Linked DNA regions of Mus musculus: region 2 is linked to region 1. A link is a contact called in public HiChIP or PLAC-seq data. All regions are on one chromosome and are shown on one strand. The core of a region is the stretch at or near the end of the contact, and the rest is flanking DNA. Distances in the headings are between cores, read along the strand shown.

The links. HiChIP or PLAC-seq counts read pairs in DNA pulled down with a chosen protein or histone mark.
Region 2: a contact with region 1 is called in an H3K27ac HiChIP or PLAC-seq map of SST interneurons, with 9 times the contacts expected there. The contact joins two enhancer-like sites. A contact is called at or near these places in 3 of 484 Hi-C or Micro-C datasets (cortical neurons and ventral hippocampal neurons) and 3 of 115 datasets of contacts at active chromatin or transcription factors (SST interneurons, astrocytes and embryonic stem cells).

Annotation. Positions count from the first base shown.
Region 1 is chr12:116,854,496-116,858,454 of GRCm38.p6, forward strand. The region is part of intron 5 of Ptprn2 (protein tyrosine phosphatase, receptor type, N polypeptide 2); the gene reads left to right. Among named protein-coding and RNA genes, the nearest start is that of Gm31336, 99 kb to the left of the region's middle. Within about 2 kb of position 1,931, at least 9 of the 459 cell types and tissues checked have an H3K27ac peak or open chromatin away from gene starts, as enhancers often do. A contact at or near this core is called in SST interneurons, where this site is marked.
Region 2 is chr12:117,310,096-117,314,054 of GRCm38.p6, forward strand. The region is part of intron 1 of Gm5441 (predicted gene 5441); the gene reads right to left. Among named protein-coding and RNA genes, the nearest start is that of Gm5441, 25 kb to the right of the region's middle. Within about 2 kb of position 2,171, at least 3 of the 459 cell types and tissues checked have an H3K27ac peak or open chromatin away from gene starts, as enhancers often do. A contact at or near this core is called in SST interneurons, where this site is marked.

The sequences.
Region 1 (3,959 bases), core at 681-3,180:
CAGGACTGTCAACAACTGCCTTTGGGCACACCAGAAAAGATGTGTGTTATGTAGCCAACAGGGTCTTGATTTGAGTTTCCTGGTTTGTTGTGGATCCTTGGCTAAGAGAATATCTGAAGAGCTGAGTGGCCAGTGTGTCGATGAGTTTCTGTCTATACAGAGTGTCCTGTTGGACTCCCAGGCCCTCTGGGCTTTCCTGTCAGTCTGAACAATAGTTATACCAGCAGAGATTGGGTATGGTCTCTAAGAGAGGCACACTGGTCTAATAAGGAGGCTTGATGTTGCCTCTAACACTATAGCCTGAAAAGCTAACAGCAAGGGGAGCTACTGTCTCAACTACCTGGGAAGGTGGGCAAATGAGGCAGGCTTCAGCTCTGACCAGCCACACTGAATGCAATCACCCCATTCCGAAGAATATTTCTTTTCTGAACCTCTGTGTAGTGTGGTATTAATTTGCCATCGGTTTCTCTGGCCTAGCTTGTCAGTTGACCTTCAAGCTGTTTGAAGATAGGGCCATGTTAGAGTTATTCTTTTCACTAGAAGGTCACCAGAAGGTCAGCACAAAGTGGCAAGAGCAATGCTGGTGGTGAGGATGCTGCTGATAGTAGGGATGCTTCTGCTGTTGACGATGCTGATGCTATATGGGGTAATGCTCACAGGTAGGATGCTGTAGATGGTTCTGGGGTGCTGCTGCTTCTGGTGAGGATGCTGGTGGTGGTGAGGATGCTGATGCTGGTGAGGATGTTGATGCTGGTGAGGATGCTGCTTCTGGTGAGGATGCTGCTGGTGGTGAGGATGCTGATGCTGGTGAGGATGCTGATGCTGACAGCATGGCTGGACAGTGGCATCACCACATTCTTCCTCAGAGTCCTCTGTTAATCTAGGCACATCTGCCATTCGTATTCCTAATCTTTAAATCCACTTTCAAAAAAAAGGGGGATCTTTTATTTTCTGGTTTTCCAGGTTGTAATAGTACAGCTCAAGAAATCAGATGGGAGGTTCAGAGCTGTGTAGTGCACAGAGCCATGTCAGCAGTTGCTGGTGTGCTGTCTTTCCTGTTAATTTCTCACTGTGGCGAGTGGCTCTGCCCTTTCCCACACAGTGATGGTTGAGTAAGGTGTGTGCCTAGAAGAAAGTCTCTCCTGCTAAATCTCAGAGAATTCTGGGAATAGTCTCAGTTACGTTATACCTCCCGGTGGTCCTCACCCAGCACTCTAACTGGGCCCTCCATAGGATTGGAAACTTCTCACGCCACAAGTGCCCACCTTGATTTGGAAACGGACTAGAGCGTCTTCTTGATTCTAGGTTGTTAATCTTTAGGTTTTTTCCAGATTACCCAATATTACTCCTGGGAACATCTTGCTATTGATAGGTTGAGATTCAAAACTTCTTGAAGGTAGAAGAGACTGTGGAAACGTCTGTAATTTTAAACTCTGAGTGAAAGAGAAGATGGAAGGAAGAGAACAGCTGGAGCTCTCCTCCACAACCTGCTTGAGTGTCTGACTGTCAGAGGCTCAGTGATTAAAGCAATGGTGGAAGCAGTGGCCAAGGGATGTCTGCCATGCCTGTCCAGTTACATATGATTAATGCTCAGTTATTCTGGAGCATGTGTCAGGGTGGGTCTAGAATAGACCCCCTCCTTTGAGTCACCAAAGAACAAGTCCCCTTCTGGTATTGTCACCTGCCTTTAGGGTTGTAGTTGCCTCCTTTGAGGGCAACAGAGAGTCAAAGCCATTACGTGGGATGAGGGAGTGGGATACTGGGAACCAACATTTTCTGCAATTTTTTTCCCCAGGGTTTCTGATTTGTGCTGTATGTTGGAATGCTCTTTCCTCCTCTTCCCCTTAATTTGAGTCAGAGTGTATACACTGAAAGCAGATTGTCCGTCCCAGCCTGCTGCACAGATGTTGGACGAAGCCTGGTGTCTCTCCCTGGAGCTGTCCAATGTGAGGCGCTAATTAGAGATCCTCTGAGTAGAGCCGTCAGGCTGCATCAGAGAGAGGAAAGGATGCTGCAGGCACATTAATGAGCATTCGGATGAGGGCCCAGCCTCTGGTGTAGTGACCTGACCCGGTGTGCAGACAGTCTCCTGGAGAGGAGCAGCAGAGCCTGCAGCTGACTCCTTCACCTGACTTGTGGGGTATGGCTGGAGGGCTGCTCTCTTGACAGTATTCTTGCTCGCAAGCCCCTCCTCTTCTGACTTATTATTTTCTAAAAGAACAACTGATTGCAGCTTGACTTGCACAAAAACTAAACCATTGAGATGATAGAGTTATGTCATTTTTGAAACAATAACAACGGCAGAAAAAGAATCGAAGAGGTAATGTTGAAACTCCTTCATCAGAAGAAGTAACTTCCAAAAGGTGCAGTGATCTGTTCAAATTCCTTCACAGGAACATGTTTCACCCATGTCAAACATTTCCCAGCTTTCAGCTTGCTGTAGGAAAACTCGCCCCTAACCTTAAGCCTGAGCATCAGGACCTGAATTCAGGTGCCCAGCACTCCTGTAAAATCCAGGCATGATGACACATTCCAAAGAAGAGCAGGAAGAGACAGGAGCACCCTTGAGGATTTCAGGCCAGCTAGCCTTGCCAAATTAATGAGGTCCATGTTCAGTGAGAATTTTGTCTCAAAATACCAAACCAGAGAATAATAGAAGGCACATAATGCTACCTTCTGGTCTCCATATGCACATGTAGATCTGTATACACCCAGCAATAATTTTCTCTGTCTCTGTCTCTGCCTCTGCCTCTGTCTGTCCCTCCTCACTCTCCTGCTCTCATTCACTCCTGATTGGACATTACCACATGCAAGAGTCTAAGCTACTTACATTAATGACATTTATGGCTGCAAACCTCATCCAGAGCTGTTCCCTTTTACTTAGATAGATCATGTGCTCCAAGCATAAAGGCAAAAGATACCAATGAATGCAGTTTGAAAATATGTGTGGGGGTGGGACCATTGGACCTTCCCTACCATCAAGGTAGCTCTCAGTAGGCTTCCAGAACAACCTTCCTTGTTTTGATGATCTCGAAACTGGAATGTACTGTGTATGTCTGTGGAATGTTGGTGAGGTCATTTGTCAGAGTAGAATCATGAGATGCCTAACATTTCATTTCATACCATGCTCAGGTAATGGACCTTCATTGTTCTAGCTACAGAAAGCATAGAGAAGACATGTTCTCCTGGATTCGAGGGGCCATGTCAAGTGGAGAACAAACTAGTAAATAACAGTGCAGTATGTAATAATGTGCTCCAGCAACATTGCAGTATAGGACATCAGTGCATAAATAGTAGGATTTAGACTCACTTCAGTGAATAGTCAGATCTGGGGAAAGAAGTGGCTCCAGACAAGGCACTTGGAATCTCTATTAAAGGGGAGTTGTGTTTACAAGAAAGCTATGCTCTCGAGTCACAGAGAACACTGGCACAAGCAGCTGATTCTGAAATTTCTCCAGAAAAGATGTACACATGGCCACTGTGCACATAAGATTTCTCAACATCAATAGCCACCAGAGGGATGCAATCAAAACAAAACAACCACAAAACACGATGATATGGTACTTCCCAGCCACAAGCATGGCTGGTATAAGTAACTATAGGGATAATAAAATGACAGTGTTGAAGAGACTCCAAACCCAATTCTTTGTTTGATAGAGCCTCAAAAGAAGCTGGCACCTTTTGCACAGTGTTAAATATAATGATACTATGACCCTGTGAATTCATCTCTTAGGCTTATATGCACCAACATTTGTCCATCTTCCAGACTTGGCAGTATACAGTTATTTAATAGCATTATTCAAAGTAGCACAAAGTGGAAGACTAGATGTCCACCATGTGATCTATGAATAAGCAGAATGTGGTAACAATACATGGAGGAGACTCACTCAGCCTAAAACAGGAAGGGGGACCTTGGCACACGCCATGGAGTAGGCCAGATTCAAATGGCTACATGCTAT
Region 2 (3,959 bases), core at 921-3,420, 460 kb after region 1:
GAGGTAACCAGGCCAGCAGTTAGAAGAGAAGATTAGGGGTTCCCTATTCATTGTCAAAGCCAAATAACACAAGCATAGTCTCCAGTCTCATTTATTTGTAAGCTAGTCGGACATAAGCTTGAATTGGTTGTACTAATTTTGGTGCCCAAAGTGGGGTGCTACCTGTAGGCTTATATTTTTCAAATCCTATTTTAATACGTGTACTTAAATGCTTTAACCTCTAGCCCACCACACACCAGAGGTAGTGGGGAAAAAAGGTTAATAGGAAAAAGGAAGATGTGGACCTGTTAGAACTGTTTAGAAATAGTTCTTTGGAGCAAATCCAATCTGTGGTCAGGATATCAGCAGTTCAGTTCACATGAATCAGCAGTGGTAGCTTGATCCACTTGCAAACACTACTTACAAATCAGCAATGATAGTTCGATCTAGAAGAAACTGTGAGGTTCTGACAATTGGCCCTAGGCCTCAGAAGTGGCAAGAAGTCACCTGTTGCGTGTAATTTTAAGAAACCACAATTCCTCCTTCCCAGGAGCTCAGCCTGCACTCTGACCACTCCCGGCTTAGCTTTGAGATTGGCTGCCATTAGCCTCAATTCCAATTTGCCCATTCCTTCTGGCTAGCTTTGCCAAGCTGCCAACAACTGCCCTGGTTGCTCTCTTTCTCCTCCTGCCCACCTTAGCCCCTCAGATAGAAAACACTAGACAGTTTAGTATTTTAAAACTTGCCAGATAACATAATTGATGGACATAAAAATCTATTCCCCTGAACTTATTAGCTATCCCGGATCAACAATTCAAGGCCACCACAGGTTCTGGTTGCCCTAAGACCTTATATGCTTGTCATGCCTTCTCATTCCAAAACCTGGTCCAAACAGCCCCCTCATTCTCTCATCCCTTCTCTTCCTCCTGAGATCAGAAATCCCACCTTTCCCCCCTCTGCCCAGCAATTCGTTCTCATCTTATTTATTGGCACAATGATAAACCAATTAAAAAATTAACACTTCCCTCTACAGCCGCCAGAACACCACCAAAAATTCTTTGGTGCATTTCTATCTATGAAATCTATGACAAACAATGCCCATCAAAGAGTGGAAAGGTGTACCAATACCACACAGCATCATCCACTTGCTATTGGATTATATTTATACCCTTTCCAAATATCATATGTTCACTCAAGTGTGTCTGCTCTAGCAAAACATCACATGCCCTTTTTCCACTCTGCCTCCAGAAAAAATACCATGTGTCTGTTCTCAGAAAAAAACACCCTCCCATGTGTCTGCTTTAGCAAAAAAAAAAAAAAAAAAAAAAAAAAATCCTCTTATAAGACAGTTTCCAGGAAAAAAATATCACATGCTACAACTGAGTTTCCAAAGAAACTAAAAGTTTCCATTTCCAAGCCTGTACTATGAGGTCATAGGAAACAGGGAAGACAGGAGCTGAAAGGTGTGGCCTGCACTGTGTTGTGGTGTATCTTCACAATGCCAAGGTGACAGTGTCGTGTGTCTGTGTGTCTGTGTGTGTTTGTATGAGGTGTATGTATGTATATATGTATGTATGCATATTTGTAACTATAAGTAGTATGCACCCATGCATCTTTGTGTGTGTCTACTTGAGTACATTCACAAGTACATTATGGACAGAGGAGTGATCACTCAGCCTAGGGAGTGGAAGGCTACGTGATAGCCCAGGTGACGCCTGAGGACTGTTGCCCTGATTTCTTTTCATACCTGATAGGACACAGTCAAAAAGGCTTCCTCCTCAGTCTGGTGGATTCAAACCTCAAGATTCTCTCTGACCTGAACACAGAGTACCTGGAATTCACTAGCCCCTGCCTCCTCCTGCTAATGCTTTCTAGTCTCATCCCACACAAGTTACAATATGCTGGGGCCTCATCCACAAGGCCACAGGGTCCCCACTGCTTCCTGTCACCTATCTGGGTGGTGGATGCTGGCCTGGGGTGAGTCACCCAGACTTCACCCTTGCTGAGTCCTCCTGTCGACAAGCCACAGGTTCCAGCCTCAGTCCCTTCCTGCCCACCTGGAATCAAACGATCACATTGTGCATTTTCCTTTCCAATATGCTCCAAATCCAGTTCTCACAGATGGAGACTTGCCCAGCAGCACATAGATCCGCCTTTGACCAAATAACTGGGCTCTGCATTGGTGCCGTTGTACAGTTTCCTTCATGCACAGCTGTTCCATAGAAAATGTGCCAAATTAGAGCCTAACAGTTTCTTCTTCAGTTTCTCTAAATACATTGAGGTGCTCAAAATGACGGAGGCTGAGAAAGAAATTCACTCATTGTCAGCAAGTGCACTGACTTCACAAACTACCGGTATGAGGGAGTGAGTAGCACCACTGATGACCTCTGGCTATGTCAGTGTGGTGAGAAACTTGTGAACCCTAGAGTGGCAGGCATGATGGGCTAACATGAAGACACATCCTTTGTCTGGCAATGACACTGCCTTCCTGTTCTAGCACCTGAAACACCCTTCAGTCAATAGCCTCACAATATGATAGAATTGTGCTGAGCCCAGGACCTTGTGTAACCATTGACCATCCCAGGCAGCCTCTGGGAGCTTGGAGGCAACCTCCAAGACTCCTCCCACCAGGCTGCAGCTCTGTCTCTAAAAGCATTCACATCCTCTGTTGCCCTTTCCTTGCCCAGGGAACATCAGTTCAGGGTTAAGGCTGAGACCCTGCCCTGCCAACAGTCTAGGGGGTAAAGAAGGATGGGAAACAGGGTTATAGAGAAACTGTGATGGTCAGATCAAGTCCCAATGGCTGCTCAACATGTTTTGCTGGTACACAGCTATGAGGAACAGACATTGCTATCCTGCCCTTCCTACAACTATTCTGCCATAAAATGGCAATGGGGAGAAAGTCTAGAAAGAGATGACTCAGCCAGCACACTCTTGTCTTGAAACTGCAAGGACCTGAGTTTGACTTAGAACCCATGCCAGGCATGATTGCACATTTGTAATCTCAGTACTGGGAAGACAGAGGCAGGAGGATTCCTAGAACTCCCTGAGCAGCAGCCTAGCCTAACTGGTAAGCTCCAGGCCAATGAGAGACACTGTCTTAAAGAAAACAGGTGGAATTCCTTAGGATGATACCTAGGGTTGTCCTTCAGCCTCCACATGAACATACATATGTGCACCTTCATACATATGAACATACACACCCATAAGCATGCAAGTGCACATGCCCACATGTGCACACACAATAAATTAAATTTAGTTAGGCATTAAAAGGGGAGAAAGATGGCAACAGAAGTATTGTCCCAAGTTCTAGAAAATTCTAAGAGACACCAGTATAACCTCACAACCTTCTTCTACTCCCTTTCAAGCTGGGGAATGGGTGTCCCACTTGCACTGTGAGCACATGCCCACACTTGAGATGCAGGCCCAGTGCTTTCTTCCACTTCCTCAGCTCTGCTCAAGGCTAGGATCATTTGGACAACTCTGACTAATCCCAAGGTCCTCTAGACTTATGGGACGATGGGGTGTCCTCCTAAGGTGGTTGTGCCCCCAGAGTGTATCACCTGAGTGTTTTACCTATTTCCTTTACCTGTGGTTGCAGTCCTGCTGAAGGAAGTTTGTCACTGGGGACAGACATTGAGATTAACAAGTCTTGCATTTATAGTTTCTTCTCTCTGCTCCATGACTGTGATTTAAGATGTAAGCTCTCAGCTTCCCATTCCTGGCTCCTTTGTCTCTTCACAAATACTGCTATCATCTGAGCACCAAGGATTCAAACACGTGATTCTGTGGTGCCATTTTATATTCCGGGCACAACAACCTCTGTGCTCAGCATAAGACACTGCAGACTTTGCTGTGTGAAACACATTTATAGGTAACAACAGCCACTCTTGCATCTGGAGGCTTGGCCCTTCCCAGAGTGCTTAGGGGTCAGGAAGCACATGGAGAAGACAGTGTGTTATGCAGCACCAAGGCTGGGA